2 separate regions of the Gossypium hirsutum genome follow, and region 2 is linked to region 1. Evidence: chromatin contacts called from public Hi-C data. All regions are on one chromosome and are shown on one strand. Each heading gives the region's core, a stretch centred on a gene start, on an enhancer-like site or on the middle of the called end of the contact. The rest is flanking DNA. Distances are from core to core; before and after follow the strand shown. Region 1 holds the start of LOC107918058 (photosystem I chlorophyll a/b-binding protein 5, chloroplastic). Region 2 holds the start of LOC107918067 (protein ASPARTIC PROTEASE IN GUARD CELL 1).

What was found. A called contact is a pair of places that touch in the nucleus more often than the background predicts.
Region 2: a Hi-C map of leaf shows a contact between it and region 1, with 2.2 times the contacts expected there. The contact joins the promoter of LOC107918067 here to the promoter of LOC107918058 in region 1. A contact is called at or near these places in 7 of 34 Hi-C or Micro-C datasets (callus, hypocotyl, leaf and 1 more).

What each region holds. Positions count from the first base shown.
Region 1 is chrA01:26,866,536-26,873,005 of Gossypium_hirsutum_v2.1, reverse strand. LOC107918058 (photosystem I chlorophyll a/b-binding protein 5, chloroplastic) reads left to right here and starts at 3,776. Exons shown (of 6, transcript XM_016847561.2): 1 at 3,776-4,120; 2 at 4,215-4,347; 3 at 4,416-4,528; 4 at 4,627-4,731; 5 at 4,836-4,924; 6 at 5,007-5,264. The coding sequence starts at 3,906. The coding sequence ends at 5,149. LOC107917399 (protein WEAK CHLOROPLAST MOVEMENT UNDER BLUE LIGHT 1) reads right to left here. Exons shown (of 4, transcript XM_016846754.2): 4 at 5,454-6,470. The coding sequence ends at 5,859. It also overlaps the pseudogene LOC107918057 and the pseudogene LOC107917032.
Region 2 is chrA01:27,189,741-27,195,664 of Gossypium_hirsutum_v2.1, reverse strand. It overlaps LOC107918067 (protein ASPARTIC PROTEASE IN GUARD CELL 1), which reads left to right and starts at 2,018. Exons shown (of 14, transcript XR_001689901.2): 1 at 2,018-2,343; 2 at 2,429-2,549; 3 at 2,891-3,318; 4 at 3,417-3,573; 5 at 4,483-4,565; 6 at 4,656-4,752; 7 at 4,945-5,014; 8 at 5,233-5,439.

The DNA.
Region 1 (6,470 bases), core at 2,527-5,026:
ACTGGCGATGCCAAGGAGTTATTTTGTCAAATGAGGATGTATGGACATGTACCAGATGCCATCACCATTGCTACTATGCTATCTGGGTGTTCACAATTGGGTTATTTACAGTTTGGTAAAAAGCTTCATGGTTTTATCCTTAGGAATAATCTAGAAATGGAAGATTTTATTGGTACTGCTCTTATACACATGTATGTCAAGTGTGGAACCATTGAGCTAGCTGAACAAATCTTCAAGAGCATCAAAGAACCATGTTTGGCAACATGGAATACAATGATTACAGGTTATGGTATAGGCGGATTCGAAAATAAAGCATTTAATCACTACACTGAATTGCAAAAAAGAGGGTTAAAGCCTGATAAAATCACATTCTTGGGTGTTTTAGCTGCTTGCATCCACGGTGGTAACGTTGATTAAGGAAGAAGATACTTCCAGATGATGGTAGAAGAATTTGGCATATCACCAAGCCTTCAACACTGTGCAAGCATGGTTGCACTGCTTAGCCGTTGTGGCTACTTTGGGGAAGCATTGTTATTCATCAGGAATATGGAATCCAGGCCAGATTCTGCAGTGTGGGGAGCTTTGCTCAATGGTTGTTGCATCCACCAAGAGGTCAAACTTGGGGAATATTTAGCCAAGAAATTGTATTTTTTGGACCACAGAAATGGTGGCCTTTATGTCTTGATGTCAAATCTTTATGCTTCAAAAGGGATGTGGGATGATGTAGCAAGAGTGAGGCAAATTATGAAGGACACTGGAGGGGATGGCTGTTCAGGAACTAGCCTAATCGAGCTGACTTAATAATGTTGCCGCCAATGTCTTGCAAGAAGAACCTTAGAACTAGCTTGGACCAGGAATGATAAAATAACCTGTAATCTGTTAAATTGCCCATTGAATAACCCAAAAAAGCTTAAATCTCTACCTTCACATTGGCAGTAACACCCCTAAAGCCAAATGGATCACTTTCGAGAAGCTCACATCTTACCCTTCTTGAAAATCATTGGTCTGGATGGAGAAGAAGAGAGTAACGAGGAGGAAAACAAGGAATCTTGGTGCGTTTTGAAGGTTGGTAACAAAATTAAAGTGGAAATGCAGTCGAAAACTTTTAGAGATGAACCTTGGTCGATTTCGTAGCAAAGGGAGTTTGGGTAATGAAGTTTTTTAGTGATGAAGTTTATAGAATCTTTGTTAGAAAGTTTAATGATTGTTTGTTTGAGAATACACATGGGTTTGAGTCTGATGATGCTAACATGGTTAAAGTTTATGGGGCAAATTTTACTGGTTGGGAAATGCCTGAAGCAGCTGATGATTCTATCTGGGAAGATGCTGAGGATGCTTCCTTGAGAGTTTCCCAATCTACGACCCAGTGACGGCAAATCAGGATCTTCGAGGAGTCTGAGGAGGTGGCATATGAAGGGATACAAAGCTTGGCTTTGGGGGTATTGGATCATAGTTTCTTGGTTGGTGATTCTGGTGTCCAAGTTAAGAATTTTGCAAATGGGATTCATGGCAAAGGTGTTTATGTAAGTTACGATCATGGGAATCCAAAGAGTTCTTTGTATTTGGTGCATTTGATGTCAAAAAAGGTGCTTCTTATGAAAGCTGAGATGAATGTGCTTCTAATGAGTTCTAAGATCGGGGATTCGGAAGCCTCGCACAACAGGGCTTTATCAGCTGGATATTGAGACCAGAAAGATTGTTACTGAATGGAAGTTCGGGAAAGATGGGGCTGATATTTCAATGAGGTATATCAGAAATGATAGCAAGGGATCACAATTGGAACCCGTCAGAAACCGCATTTTTATGACAATAGGATTTGCTGGTGGATACACTAGACCAAAATGGGATGGTTCAGAATCTTGCTACTAGTTATTGGGTATAAGTGCATCATCAGCATCCAAGAGGGACTAACTTCCAATGCTTTGCAAGCCCTCGGAATGCTCTACTGTTGTTGGATCTCTCAATGGGAAGATTCAGTTTTATTCAACCAATTCTATGAGACAGGCAAGAACAACTTTTCCTGGCCTTGGGTTTCCCAGGACTCATGTTTGTGTTACGTTTGATGGGAAGTATTAGGATCAACTGGTACCTATTTGATCCTTATTTGCACCCTTTTTGGCAACAAGGATGGAAAGACAAAGACAGGTTTTAGTGGGTGTTTGGGGAACAGGATAGAGCTCCACGTTTGTTGAAGCTAACTCCCCTGGATTCACATTTAGCAGGGGCCAATTACAAGTTCAAAAATGCTCAGCTTTCATGGGTAAGCATGCATATACTCTTATTCAGGTTTTAACTTCCTATTGCTTGTGCTTTTAGCTGCTGAGCTGCATTTAATATACATGATGTAGGTATTACTAATTGGCCATCTAATCTTGAAGGAAGTGCTTATTTGGCAGAATATTAACAGTGTCTTTTTTGTTTTTTTAAATTTTGAATAGCTAGCTGGAGTTGTTTGATATCCTTTTGAATTTTGGTTCCTTCGGATTGCATTATTTTTTGATATGTTACTTGCAGCATTGATCCAGTATGTTATTTTATGTGAACTCCGAGGTTAAGGATCTAAAAACTGATCCAGTTTGCGTGTTCCAATTGCACATGTTGCATCAATTTCATTGTCCCCTGGTGGAAACATGATATTTGGATTTGTTGCCTCAGTTGTCTAATATGCTGAATCATTAACATGATTTTGAAGATTCTCCTCACGCTTGATTTGTGAACTTGGTTTTGAGGTCTACACACTTCTCATTTTGTTGCATTCCTTTGTCCAACTTGGTTAAATATCAATATTAAAGCGGCTAGGCCACTTTATTCCCTGGAAATCTAATTACCTCTGCAACATACAATCAACATGCCTTTTATGCCATCTCTATCCTTAAAAGTTCTTTAATCAAGTTTTTTCAGTTCAAGTTTCATCGAGTGCCACTACTAAAGGATGATGAATGGCATGAGGATTGAGGAGGGTGGAAAGGACTATAGAGTACGGAAAGACTCCATTGTCACTTAATAGATAGCGTACATAGTGCTTGCAACAGTTCCTCTCCCCTTTTAGGTCTCAGGTTGTTGTTCTTTCCAACATTTTCTTCGTTTCACAAATGAAAACTTCTAATCATTTGTGTTGCTGCATGACACAGGTCACCAAGAACAGGAAGCAAGAGCACCATCTAGTCGGAACGGTAGGCAAGTTTAGTGTAATATGGGACTTCCAACAGGTGAAAAACGGATCTCACACATGCTACCATATTCACGAGGGTTTGAAGAGCTGTTAGAGTCCTTACGGATGACTACATTGTTGACAATCGTTTCGTGCATGATAAGTTTGCAGTCACTGACTCTCATGAAACCCCACTAGTTGTTGCCACCCCTCTAAAAGTCCGTTCGTTCAGCATTTCAAGCAGGCAGTTATTTGTTCCACTACCACTCTTCCCTAATTTGTAATTTTCCGAATTTTACCAAAGAAGTCGCTGCTGCATTTGTAGAGCTTCTCAACTGTATTTTTCTTTTCTCAATTGTTATTTTCCTTGTTAGATTAAGCTGGCTTGCATGTGTATCTGACAACACTACTACTGTAATGATCTCCCTTTTGCTAGTTAATTGTTGTTACTATAGTTTTATTTAGTTGTAAAGGTAGCAGTTATGGGTTCAAAAGTGAATGGCTATGCTGGTTGATATCTTTCAATAGGTCCAATAATCCATATATCCAAACCCAATGGCTAGGAAGGGGCGAGTGGGTCTGTGTTATCATGTTTTCCACATATGGTGCCATTTTCTATATATTTAACTGTAATAATTTTTTAATGATGACGTGGACGCCATAAATGCCTCCAATAAGATTTACTGATAAGCAAACATAAAAAGAAATACAAAAGAAGAAAGAAGAGGAAAATAAGGAAACAATCAACACAACAATGGCGGTTGCGGTTGGAAGAGGCTTCCTTGTTCAACCTTGTTCTTATTCTTCTTCACCCACATTTCACAACAAAATATACAAACCCTCGTTGGGCTCAGCAACCACATTTTGGTCTACTTTTGCCCCTCAGCGTTATGCACAAGTTGCAGTTCAAGCTCAGCAGCGACCAACATGGCTCCCTGGACTTGACCCTCCGCCATATTTGGATGGAACGTGAGCAAGTGTTCCATATGAAGTTCCCTACACAATAATAGAATTTACACTGGTTTCAGTTTTTGACCTTCTTTTTGTTGTTTCGTAAATCCAGTTTGGCTGGTGATTATGGGTTTGACCCTCTTGGCCTAGGAGAAGATCCCAAGAGCTTGAAATGGTATGTTCAGGCAGAGTTGGTCCATGCTCGCTTTGCCATGGCTGGAGTTGCTGGAATTCTATTCACTGATGTAAGTGATTCTTCCATGGATTACTGTTATTGGGGCTTGGTGGAACTTATTCACTTTATATTTTGCAGTTACTACGCGTTACAGGGATCAGCAATTTACCAGTTTGGTATGAAGCTGGTGCAGTGAAATTTGAATTTGCCAGCACAAGAACTTTGATTGTTGTTCAGTTTCTTTTAATGGGGTAGATACTATATACGCCACAATTTTCTTATCTAGTTAGTAAAAAAATATGCATTTTGTATATAGACTAATTGCTTGGTTTGATGTTGATGAGGACAGGTTTGCTGAAACTAAAAGATACATGGATTTCATTAATCCAGGTTCTCAAGCCAAAGAAGGATCTTTCTTTGGATTGGAAGCTGCACTGGAGGGTTTAGAACCTGGGTATGTTTTTGAGGATCCTTAGACAATCATATCCCATTAGCTGCTTGAATCTCTAAAAATGGAAATCAAACTTAAAGAGACTTTTTTGTTTTCATGGTGAACAGCTACCCTGGAGGTCCACTGCTAAATCCACTTGGTCTGGCCAAAGATATTAAAAATGCTCATGAATGGAAGCTGAAAGAGATAAAAAATGGTCTGCTTTGCCTATTTCCTCCATCATTATTGTGTGTGTGTGTGTGTTTTCATTTTGTTCTGAAACCAGGTGTCCAATGCAGGAAGACTGGCGATGATAGCCATGCTAGGCATCTTTGTGCAAGCTTATGTGACACATGCAGGTCCAATTGATAACCTTGTAGAGCACCTTTCAAATCCATGGCAAAAGACCATCATTCAAACCCTTGCTAACTCTACTTCTTGAACCTCAAAACCAAATGCGGGTCTGTCTTCTTCACTTTTGCCATTGGCTTATACTTTGATGCAAATGTAAATTACTCCTACTTCCCCATTTTTATTACCATTTATTCTTTGTTCAACTGCTGTAAGCAATAGAAGATTTATGATTTCAAGGCCTAAAGCTGGTAAACAATGGCATCCAAACAGGGCTTTCACAAAAATGGAATACTAACAACAATATCAATACCAATCGAGTTAAAACTTGTAAACCAATTACTTTTAAACATGACATATGTAATAAACACGAAAATAGATTAATGAATATAATATAACAATTTTAACACGATGGATCATTTATTTCAGGTTTATGTTTACATAGTTAACAGAAAAAATAAACGAGCAATACATATACACAAATTACCCTATGTATGGGTTATTAACTTCTTAAAATTAACATGATTATGAATAAGGCAAAGAAGACAAAGTTGTTTTTCATTCATAATGAACTTCAGTTTATATCAAAGCCAATAGAGAATAGAACCACCTTTATTCTTAAGATTCTCCAGCCATACAACCCTTCTCAGTAAGCAAGAATATATCCTCAACTTTATCATACATCAACGAATCAATAGAATTTACACTGAGAGTAAACCCTTTGATGAACATTAATGGCCACCTTAACAACCAAGAAAAGAAAAAGAAGAGAGGTGAAATCACAATACCCAAGAAGTTTACTAGGTTTTGGACTTGGTTTTTGAAAAGCTTGCCTTTTTTCTGGAGAAGAACATGAAAATCTTGGGGAAGAGTGACTTTTTCTTTTTCTTTACAACCACTGTCTCTGGGGATGATTCAGATTCTTTGTTATGCCCATAGATTGCCTTGGAGGTATCCAGAGTGCTGGAAGGAGACATGGTTACAGGTTCAACCTTATTACTTTGTCTCTTTCCCTCAAAACTTGACCTTGGAGGGTTTCCTCCATGACTTGATCCAGAAGCCTTTCGGCGCTTCTCATGTTTAGCCCTCCATTGTCTCAATTCCTGTTCTACACCTAACTTCCCTTCCTTGGCCTTCTCAGCCTTCTCCAAAGCTATTTCTAGTGCTTTCTTTCTTTCAGCCATCTCTCGATTTACTTCTTCCAGCTTTACCAAGCTTCTTGACTGGGATTGCTTAGCTTCCTCGATTTGAGAAACGGTAGCTGCCGCGATCATGCTGGCCTGTTCCTCTACCTCATATGCACGTTTTCTAAGGTCATAGTACTCTTCTAAGGAAAGAACTACACTATCTGATGAATCCACATTATTGATGTCTTGCAATGTTTCGATAGCAACTAAAGCTGACTCCTTTGA
Region 2 (5,924 bases), core at 769-3,268, 320 kb before region 1:
AGTTAAATCTTGGACGCTGAGCTACAAAATTATTTATTGGTTAAGGAAGTAATTTCAAACGAGTTGTCTCTTGGTTATTCAACAAGTAAGGAGAGATTAGTTATTTGGTGCTGAGTCAGCAACTAGAACTAAAGGCACTGTAGACATCCTTGCGTTGATGGTTGAATCTATAAATCAAATGGAGATTTTACATTTGGCTATAGCCTTTTATCATTGATTTTCCTAAAACTTTTAATTATTGTATTCTTTCTTTTAGTTTTTAATTTGAATTATTTTTTATTTTATAAAAACCTCTCTTTTATTCACTTTATTTGTTTTTGTTTAAGAAATAAAATTATTACCGATCTCTAGATACAACCTTACTTGTCACTTTCTACTGATCTCATATTTTCAAGTAGATTCTATTTTTATAGATCTCGATGGCCTAACAATATCAATTAAAATATATTAATTTTTTAAAAAAATTGTACAAAATTTGTAACATTTTAGAAATGGTTAAAATATGCTATTAGTCCTCATATTTTGACAAAATTTGATATTTAGTCCTTAACTTAAAAAGTTAAAAATTAACTCATATTTTCTTGATTTAAAAATCTCAATCCAATCATTAAAATTGTAAGTATTATAAGTATTTTCAATAAAAAATTGTCAATTTGACATATTTGTTAAGTTGCTCGCATAAGACGCGACATATGATTGACAAAAAGTTAACATGTTACATTGACAAATTTTAATTGAAACTACAAACGGCAATCATGATTAGACTAGGATTATTAAATTGAAAAAAATAGTATGATTGAATTCTCTCACTTTTAAAGTATAAGGACTAAATCTCAAATTTTATCAAAATATAGGGGCTAACAACATATGTTAACCTTTAGAAATACTATGTTTAAGAAAGTAAAAACAAAATAATATAAATATTTAATTTTTATAATTTCTATTATGATCCATATAAGTTAAGAATAAAAATTTCAATATTTAAAATAATCTTGAATTAATTATTATTTGTGACAATATGTTCAAAAATCAAATAATAGTGATGATATGTTCCTTAAAATTTTTAAAGAAAAAAAATTATTATTTAAAACAGCAAAAAATTTTATTATTTAAAATAGGTATAATGACAAGTTTAGTCATTAATGTTTACATAGTTTATCAATTTGGCTCTTTTTTTTTTCTAAGTTAAATTTGACTATCAATATTTTTAAATAAGTTAAATTTGTGCATCAACTTTTCAAAAATAGTAACTAAAACATTATCTTTTTTAAATATAGCTCTCTACATGACAATTTATATATATTATACTAATTTTTTGAACGTTTTATAATTTTGAATTTATTTTTATTTTTTGAATATTTTTTTATAATTTTAAATTGCTTATTAATATGACATAGAAGATAAAATAGTGTCGTGTCATCATGAAGTACATATAAATTGTTATGTGGGTTGTCATGCCAATGTCATTAAAAATTAATGTTTTACTTAGCATTTTTGTTACAAAAAGTAATTTAATTGTTTTTGAAATATTAATAACTAAATTTAACTCAAAAAATAAGGATTAAATTGACAAAAAAATGTAACTTTTAATGCTAAATTTATCATTATTCCATTAAAATATTATATATAATGTTAATTTAAAAAATAATAAACTCTTATAGTAAAATTTTTAAATGATGGTTGTTGATTTATGAATTGTAAAATGTTTTATAATAATACTTAATTTATTTTTTGTGATTATAAATGTATTAAATATTTATTATTTATTCTAATTAGGTTTATTAAATATTTTGTATTAGAAGAGTATTTAATTAATTTATTTAAATTTAAAAAATATAGTTTTTTAATATGTATTAGTTAAAAAAATTGAAGTTAAATTTTAATTATACTTACATGTGATTGGGTTTATGTTGCAAATAGAGGGATAAGACGGAAGAATATCGGGGCGGGTAAAAAAGTAACCGGTCCGCCCCGCCCATTGCTAACTCTAATAAAAGAACCAATTTTCATTCCAAAAGGGACTGTAATCTATCGGGTGCTTTGTCTGCAGTGGTCTGTCGTCGTTGACCGCAATCTGTAGCCAAAGTAACGCGCCATGGCTCGAACTTTGCTTCACCTAACTTCGTCCATTATTGTTTGTGCCCTGATCTGCTTCAATTTCTTCACCGTCGACGCAAAAGATCATCATCCGCGGCCGATGCTCCTTCCTCTGCAACTGACCTCACGTAATCATTCCCAGCAGCGCCACTTGGACAATATCCGCCGTCATCTGCAGCAATCGGGATTCTCTTCTTCCACTCCAAACGCTCGCATGAGACTTTATGATGATCTCCTATCCAACGGGTCTCTCTCCTATAAAAAATGTTTAGTTTTTTTTTTTCCTCTTTTTGATTTTTCGAATATTGAGTTTTTTTTTCTGAATTTCCAGTTATTATACTACTCGGTTGTGGATTGGAACGCCACCTCAGGAATTTGCTCTTATCGTCGACACCGGAAGTACTGTAACTTACGTTCCTTGCTCCAGTTGTGCGCATTGCGGCAAGCATCAGGTTCGGTTCTGTCTTATCAAGTTCGTGCACTTCAACTTTCCTAGTTCTTAATTATAATTAATCAAGTTTGAAATTTGATGCCTTTGTTTGAATTGAGATTGAGATTATTAACTTGATCAATTTGAAACTAGCGAATTATTAGTTTAGTAGAATTTTAATTAAGTTAAATTGAGAATTTTGAGTCTTCAATTTTTATCGTTCGAATGAGAAAGTGAAGTGAGTTACGCTTTGCTGCTTTTTTTAGAATCTTTGTCTAATTGCTTGATTTACAGATCTGTTAGAGAGATTAATTTGGGGAACTGGTGATTTTATGGTAATATTGATCTCTTGTTGCAATCCAGGATCCAAGGTTCCAACCAGATTTGTCTAGCACTTATCAACCTGTAAAATGCAATCCGAGTTGTAATTGTGATGATGAGCAAAAGCAATGCACTTATGATAGACGGTATGCTGAGATGAGTTCCAGCAGTGGTGTGCTTGGGGAGGATATTGTTTCTTTTGGGAATGAAAGTGAACTTGTGCCACAGCGTGCTGTTTTTGGGTGTGAAAATAGGGAAACAGGTGACCTTTACAGCCAACGGGCTGATGGTATAATGGGTTTGGGTCGGGGCCAGCTTAGTATTGTGGATCAGCTTGTTGATAAGAGTGTTATTGGTGATTCATTTTCTTTGTGTTATGGTGGGATGGATGTTGGCGGAGGTGCAATGGTTCTTGGAAAAATCACTCCTCCCCCTGAAATGGTGTTCTCCCATTCAGACCCTTTCCGCAGGTATCCTTCTTTTACAGTATTGTATTTGTTAATGCATTTTTCCTAGGAATTTATCTGGTTCTTGTTACGCATTCACTGTAGTTTTTGAATGTCTACAGCCCTTACTATAACATTGAGCTTAAGGAAATGCATGTTGCTGGTAAGCGATTGAAGCTACCTACTGGGGTCTTTGATGGAAGGCATGGAACAGTTTTGGACAGTGGCACCACATATGCTTACTTCCAAAAAGATGCTTTTGTTGCATTTAGTGATGCTGTAAGATCTAATAGCTTTGAGCTTCGTGATAAATTGAGTTTGTTTGCTAGTCAAGTTCTCATTTCTATTCTATGATTAGTATTTCTTTGTGGTAGCCAGAATTAGTGTCTGAGGCTTAGAAGAAGTTTTTGGTTTTGCTTGGAGGTTTAAAAGCATGGGGTTTTGTTGCATTTACATGTTCCCTAATAGATGGATGATTACTCATTTTGTCATTTATGAATATATGACAAGCAATCTGTGGAGAAGTGAGTGCAGATTCATATTAATATATCTCGGTTACAATGTCATAAACTAGATGTCTGGGTTACAGTGATATAAACTAGCCATTCCTTATGACAACTGCTTTTTACTTTCCTAGCACTTGGGGATGCTACTTACAAGTTGGTACGATCTGCTTGATTGTCCAACTTCTGGAACTTGTCATTTTCAGGTCCTGTTCACTTCAGAATTTTGAAGCATGTCTATTCTGCATATTACTATCCTTAAACACATATGATCCATTTTTATAATTATTATTGGAAAAATGGTCATGGCACTTTTCAAGGAGAAATAAAGTACTAGTAAATTGTTAATTGACTCACAGTTATTTGCATTTGTTAAGTTATTGTGGAAGCCTTGAATAAAATTAACGTGTTCTATGATTGTTGGGGATTGATTGTGGTCTAGCCATTTGGGATTTAGCATTCCATGAACCGTTGCTTGGTCAGTTGCCTCCATCTTGAAAATTATGGCAGCAACGATGATTAATCTGTTTTGTACTTGCTACAACTCAAAATCTTATCTGAGCTTACTTGTAGCTGTTTTAAGTTCCTTAGGTTTAACCTTCATTAACATAGAAATCAGCATTTGCACACCTGCATGGTAATGTTCAGACCTGTTCTTCATGATTATTTGGCTATGTTAATGCAGATCCTAAGGGAAGTTCATTCTCTCAAAAGGGTCCGTGGTCCTGACCCTAATTATGATGATATATGTTTTTCTGGTGCTGGAAGGTGTTGCCAATAACTTTTTCATTTTATATGAAATGCTGGAATTTCTAGTCTTCCATCCATCATAACTATTTTTCTTGAAATGTAATACAGGGATGTTTCCCAACTATCAAAAAGTTTCCCAGAGGTTGAGATGGTATTTAACAATGGAAATAAGTTATTACTGTCCCCTGAAAACTACCTGTTCCGGGTAATTATTATGATTTTTATTGTTATTATTATTATTTTAACTTGGAGACCAAAATGGGTCCCGTGTTGGTGGAAAAGCTAATTTAAATGGTTATAAGACATTCTTGCATCATCTATTTTCTGTACTAGCTTCTCAAACTACTATCTTACACATATCTTTTCTGTTTCTGTCTCTTAATGGCATGCTTTGTAGCACACAAAGCTCATTGGTGCATATTGCTTGGGAATTTTTGCTAATACAGAGTCAACTACTCTTTTAGGAGGTATGTTACTTAATTCACGAAACACAAAGCCCTCTTTCCCTCTACATATGTGCAACTCTGTATTCATGTCCATCGCATAGGATATCATATAGTTTTGAAAAGCCTCAAGTTCTTGTGGTATACATGGGCCTGTCTGGACCTTACGCTTGTTCAACTCAATATATCCTGTTTGTTTGCATGACTGTGGTAATAAACCCCAACTTTTTATTGTTTGGCAGGAATTGTTGTTCGGAACACCTTAGTTACATATGATCGGGATAACGACAGGATAGGCTTTTTGAAAACTAATTGTTCTGAACTATGGAGGAGGGTGAAGATATCTGGTGCACCTGCACCAGCTCCTTCAGTCTCCCAAAGCAATGATACTAACCTGGAAATTCCTCCTGCATCTGCCCGAAGTGGATCGCCAGCAAATGTTCTTCCAGGTGCATGGCATATTACTTGCATTCCTGCAATGTTTCCTGTGTTCCTTGGTTTCTTCCCTTGCACAGTTCTGTGAATTGATATATCGTGATCACAATTTAAGGACTTTCTTATATATAGATTTGTAGTTTTTTTCTCATTAATAAAAAAATTAAGGCAGATAAAAGTTACAAATATAAACAGAGATGCTGTACTTGGCTTGAAACTTCTGGTGGTGCTGAACATTGATGGAAATTAGAAACATAAAAGAAGGATATGGTTGGTATAACTACACCATAGTTACAATAGACTTCCAAGAAGTTTGTCAACTTGAAATGCTAATCAGACCCACCTGCTTTTTCTAGTCACCTTGGTGATAGTTGAATCTGGAGTTCTCTTTCTTTTAATTTTAGTAACTTTTTCTTTTCATGATATTTAAGTTTTTGAAAATTAAGTTTCCATTTCTAAGGAGGCTGATAACTCATCTACTTTGTAGTTTTGATAAAAT